2 separate regions of the Sus scrofa genome follow, and region 1 is linked to region 2. Evidence: chromatin contacts called from public Hi-C data. All regions are on one chromosome and are shown on one strand. The core of a region is the stretch at or near the end of the contact, and the rest is flanking DNA. Distances in the headings are between cores, read along the strand shown.

Region 1 (2,700 bases), core at 63-2,562, 100 kb before region 2:
CGGGCAGAAATCATACATGTGTGAACAGTCAATACTGCATTCAGAAGGACTGTGTTCAAAAAGAGTGTTCCGGGGACACTACTCAGTGGTGTGTAATATGTGAAACAAGAATGGGTGTGTGTATATATATATCTGATTCACTTTGCTGTACACCTGAAACTAATCCAACCTTGGAAGTCAACTAGAAAATTAAAAACAAAAACCAAAAAATACTGTTCAGTTTTTAAAGTATAAAGTTTCATGTCAACACGTTGTAATAAACACATGCACTTTCACTGACAGGGAGCAGAAGTAAAACTCACTTTTCCTCGGAACAGTCGGTGTGCTTATCACGCTTCCTCTCAAGCCTGGTCCAGCTGTGCACACTCCGGCGCTTTTCGGGGTGTTGCAAAGCCTTTGCACAGATGCCTTTGAATTTAGCCTCGTGAGATAATTTCAAGTGGGATGCGGTGGGGGGGGGTGAGCTAGAGAAAGACCATCTCAGAATTAATGCTAAGGCCAAATTATGGAAAAGTAGTGCAGCTTTTTAGAAAGTCAGAGTCGTGGTTAACTTATACTGTATTTCTCAATGAGAATACAAAAAGCTTAATTTGAATATTAACTGCTGGTCTGAGTGCAGAAAGCTTGGCTGGTGGCTGATCATCAAGCATTTAGTGACTTTCCCACCTGGTGTCACCCCTGTTTTGCTTGAGGCTCAAATTCTCTCTCTTTTCCTCTTTTTCTTTGGTATCTCCTCCCCTCCCCTGACCAATTTCAGAGGTAAATTATCACTAATATGTAATTATTATTAATTTATAAATGCTTGTGGCTGAAACATAAAATAACACTAAAAAGGAAAACTCTGTAATCTTAACTTCTAGATACTTTTACGAGTATTTTACCATCCATAATTCCTTTTTTCTTACCAATTGGGGTTCATACTATGTAAATTAGTGTACAGGTTTTTGTATGTATCTTGAATTTACATGCTAGTATTTATAAATGTTCTTCCTTATTTGTCATTTTGTAGCTGTCCTCGTAGATAACATACATTTTGCTTCCTTGTCTTTTTATAAAAACACCAGTGATACATTTGTTGGCTAAAGGAATGCATCATTCAACTTCTTACGTGCAGACTGTCTCAAGTTTCGATTACAGATACATTAGGAAAGATTACTGTGTATAATGTGTTTTCATTTTAATGGGTTCATGTGCAAGCTACTATTTAATCCCTTGATGCAGTTACTAAGTAGCGTAGATTTCCAAACTGTGCGCCCAAAGCGTGTCTGCTTCATGAATCACCTCTCCATCCGTTGATGTTCTCCGGGGATGAAGGACAAAGCCCTGCTTTTGTGTTCCCGCTTCCTCTTCTCCAGCCCTCCTGTCCTGCTATTTTGTTCTCGCATAGCCTGCTTCTTTTACGCTCAGGAAAGAACGTCTATGCAGGGCTTAACCCAACAAAGCCTGGCACCGGCAGGGCTGGCACAGAATCAAGGGGAGTCTGTGAAAGACTGTGGCTTAAACGTTCAGCGCTTCCCTCGCTGACTGCACTTGGATTAGGCAGAGCAGGACGGCCAGGCTGACCGCGCTCTCGTCCAGCCCCAGGCAGCTTCCTTATTGTGTAAGCAGATTTATGCACATCCTATCCCCAGGCTGGCTTCACTGCGGAACCAAAAGATAAGGGGCCTCAGCCCGCATACCCTTTATTTTTATTCGTAGGCACATTTTCTAGGATTATTAGTCTAAGTTGTAATGAACACAATAACATTTATGTATCTGGAATGAGCCTTTTGCCTCAGAAAGACATTGGCCAACATGTTAATACTAAAAAAATGCCAACCGGCAATTAAATTGGTTTTTTGTTTTTTTGTTTTTTGTCTTTTTGTCTTTTTGTTGTTGCTGTTGTTGCTATTTCTTGGGCCGCTCCCGCGGCATATGGAGGTTCCCAGGCTAGGGGTCAAATAGGAGCTGTAGCCACTGGCAACGCGGGATCCGAGCCGCATCTGCAACCTACACCACAGCTCACGGCAACACCGGATCCTTAACCCACTGAGCAAGGGCAGGGACCGAACCCGCAACTTCATGGTTCCTAGTCGGATTCGTTAACCACTGCGCCACGACGGGAACTCCTGTTTTGTTTTTTAAAACAATTTCGAAGTGGTTTTTTTTTTTTTTTTTTTTGGTCTTTTTTTAGGGCACTCCTGCGGCATATGGAGGTTCCCAGGCTAGGGGATCTCTTTAGAGCTGTAGCTACCAGCCTACACCACAGCCACAGCAACACCAGATCTGATCCGCGTCTGTGACCTACACCACAGCTCACGGCAACGCCGGATCCTTAACCCATTGAGCGAGGCCAGGGATCGAACCTCTGTCCTCATGGATGCTAGTCAGATTTATTTCCACTGAGCCAGGACGGGAGCTCCTGCCTTGGCCTTCGGAGAGGCCTGCTCTGTTTGCTTGGCGTTCAGGATGATGTCACACTTTCTCGGGGCAGCTGCCACGATGCCAGCGAATAGTTTACCTGCCAATTGGTTAGCCTTCAAACGGCGCCAGTGAGCACCCTGCTTGCTTCAGCGGCTTTGGGGAAAGATCTCAGTTGCCTGCATCTGGGTCTGCTTTCCCGTGCTGGGGTTTATTCGTTTTGTGGTTTTTTTTGAGGAACCTGTTGACACACCCTACTTAGATACCCAGAGGCGAACGAGTCATGCCTGGCCAACAGCG
Region 2 (2,700 bases), core at 153-2,652:
GCAGCCTCTGGAACCAACTTGCAGTTCTTGAACTAACTTCCGATTCTGGACCTATCGTTCGAAATTTCTTCCCAATTAGGAACAGCGTGAGGAGCAGGCCGCTGTGAACCAGAGTTCTGCAGGCGGGCGGCTTCCCCGGGTCCGCTTCCGAAATCCCCTCGCTCACCTAGGGCCCCCGCTGCCGCGGGGATGCTCTTTCCCACCGCGGGTCGGTCCCACTTCTCAGCAGGGAGGTCCCCTCTCCTTTTGGAGGGCGGCCCCTCGGCTGGCTGGCGCGGGCCTGTCTGTCCCGCCGCGTCCCCGTCTGTCTCCAGCCGCGTCCGGGCCAAGGCCAGGCAGCGGCGCGACTGGAATGCGCGGGGGCCGCGGGGCGGGGGCCGCCCCAGCCCGGCCCGGCCCAGGGTGGATGGGGGGGCGGCGCGCAGTGGAGAACCTGGCAGACGGTCCCGGCGCCAAGTCCCCGGAGCCCGTGCGCCCCGCCCTCGCCCCCCGCCCGCACACGTGCCACTGCCACCCCCTCGCGGGCCGGGTGGGGCGCGCAGGATCGAGAAACGGAAAGACAAGAGTCTCCCCAGGAACCCGGCGGGCACAGGCCGGCCGGCCCTCCCACCCCCAGTCTCGTCCAGTCCGGGCCGGCGGCTCGGGACCCGGAGCGGAGGGGGGAGGCGGGAGGCGGGGCCGGCGCTGGGGTTTCCGCCCCGCCCGGCGGCCGGGGGTCCCCGCGGCCCCAGCAGCGCGGGCTCGGGAGGCGGCGCGGGGCGCGGCGGCCAGGCCACCCCTCCGCGCGCGGCGTGTCCTCTTGCCTGGAGGCGGGGAAGGCGGAGGCGGCCGCGGCCTCGACGTCGGCGACCGCGCCGCCCGCGATGGGAAGTGCCTTATAAGCCTCGGCTCGGCCGGCCCCGCCGCTCGTAGCCTCGCCCTCCGGGAGAGCGCGCGGAGGCCCGGCCGACATCCGCAGACCCGCTCCGCCGCGACCCCGGGCCGGGACGGACCCGGACTCGAGCAGGCCTCCTACCGACCCGGTCTCCGGACGGAGCCCAAACGGACCCCGGCCCCAAGTAGACCTCGGAGGGGCGCCAGCCCGGGACTGAGCCCGGGCAGACCCTGACCGACTCCGGCTCCGGACAGATCCCAGGTCTCTTCGACTCTGGACAGACCTCGGACGGACCCCGGCGCCGGACCGACCCCAGGCCGGGCAGACCCCGGCTCCGCGCAGATCCCGGACCGATCCCGGCGCCGGACGGACTTCGGGCGGACCCCGGCCCTGGATTGACCCCGGCTCCGCGCAGATCCCGGGCAGATACAGGCGCCCGACGGACTCTGGGCGGACCCCGGCCCCGGGCTGCCCCCGGCCCGGGCGGGCGCGCCCCCTGCCGGCCGGGGCATGCGCGGCCCGCGGCATGGCCTCGGCGGTGTTTGAGGGCACGTCGCTCGTGAACATGTTCGTGCGCGGCTGCTGGGTGAACGGCATCCGCAGGCTCATCGTCAGCCGGCGCGGCGACGAGGAGGAGTTCTTCGAGATCCGCACCGAGTGGTCGGACCGCAGCGTGCTGTACCTGCACCGCAGCCTGGCCGACCTGGGCCGCCTGTGGCAGCGCCTCCGCGACGCCTTCCCCGAGGACCGGCCGGAGCTGGCGCGCGCGCCGCTGCGCCAAGGTGGGCGCGGGCCCGGCCTCGGGGCTGGGCTCTCGGGGCACTGGGTGGGAGTCGGGGACCGGGGGGAGGGTGCGGGCTCCTTCGACGTGCAGGGAGAGGGGCTCCGCCTTCCCCCAGGCGAGGGGCGCCCGGGCCGCAGTGGCAGCGGCAGGAATCCGCACATCGGCACCGTGGCCCCTGGCCGAGGCTGGTTGCCTTGACCATCACCAAGGTCAACCACCGTCCAGCGCTGGCCGCGGCAGGAGGGGCGGGGGGACGTTTGGGAGAGTTCAGCGCAGCGTCCGGCGGGGGTCGCGCCGTGTCTGGCAGCCCCTTCGCGGTCCTAGCCGGGCAGGGCCGCGCCCCTTGTCCCTGCTGACCGACGTGCGAGGTGCCACGTGGCCTCTGTCATTCCAGGAGGGGCCCCGCGGGGTGCGTCCGCATTCGGGTTTGATTAACCCTGGCCGCCTCCTCCCGAGCCTTGTGACTTTCCTGGCTCTTGGGGACTCGAGTTTCAGAGAACTGGGTGGCTTCCCACTTCCTACTCGCGGGCTGGCGTTTGGAGGCCGCGGAGAGGAGGTTGGAGGGGAGGAAGCCAGACCCGAGGTTGAGAAGGAGGGACTGGGTCAGCCCCCCACCACACCTGTGCGGCCACCTGCAGCTCTGAGACTCTGTGACGCCTCCCAGAGCCGTCCTTTAAGCAGGGCCTGGGCACTTTTGGGGGCACTTCCTGAAGAGACATAGTTTACGGAGGGTCCCCATTTACCGAGGGTCTCCGAAGCTGCCTGTCTGCCTGAGGTCTTGCGGTCTCCAGCCCCCCTGGTGACAGCCTCACCCCAGCCTGTGAATTCTGTGGATAATTAGCTCATTCTCATGACACATCCTCTGGCAGATGCGTCACTTGGACAGGTTCCCGAAGCCAGAGGGTTTGCAGGCCCTGAGTGAGACCGCCTGCTCCTGGCCTGGCACTTGTGGCTGCTCTGGGGGTGGTTCAGTAGCGTTTCAAGCAGGGCAGCAGTTTACCTTGATTTACTCCTTGGCTGTGTGAGTTATTATATTTTTAAT

What was found. A called contact is a pair of places that touch in the nucleus more often than the background predicts.
Region 1: a Hi-C map of embryonic fibroblasts shows a contact between it and region 2, with 2.1 times the contacts expected there. The contact joins the enhancer-like site here to the promoter of LOC110261697 in region 2. A contact is called at or near these places in 1 of 5 promoter capture datasets (fetal liver), 18 of 47 Hi-C or Micro-C datasets (alveolar macrophages, brain, embryonic fibroblasts and 12 more) and 1 of 2 datasets of contacts at active chromatin or transcription factors (skeletal muscle).

The regions. Positions count from the first base shown.
Region 1 is chr7:2,350,788-2,353,487 of Sscrofa11.1, reverse strand. LOC102161744 (a long non-coding RNA gene) reads left to right here. Exons shown (of 4, transcript XR_001297664.2): 4 at 1-2,700. Among named protein-coding and RNA genes, the nearest start is that of PRPF4B, 30 kb to the left of the region's middle. Within about 2 kb of position 1,312, at least 11 of the 83 cell types and tissues checked have an H3K27ac peak or open chromatin away from gene starts, as enhancers often do. A contact at or near this core is called in embryonic fibroblasts and skeletal muscle, where this site is marked.
Region 2 is chr7:2,247,081-2,249,780 of Sscrofa11.1, reverse strand. LOC110261697 (collagen alpha-1(III) chain-like) reads right to left here and starts at 1,402. Exons shown (of 3, transcript XM_021099999.1): 1 at 961-1,402; 2 at 167-874. The coding sequence starts at 1,402. PXDC1 (PX domain-containing protein 1) reads left to right here and starts at 795. Exons shown (of 6, transcript XM_001928852.5): 1 at 795-1,656. The coding sequence starts at 1,401.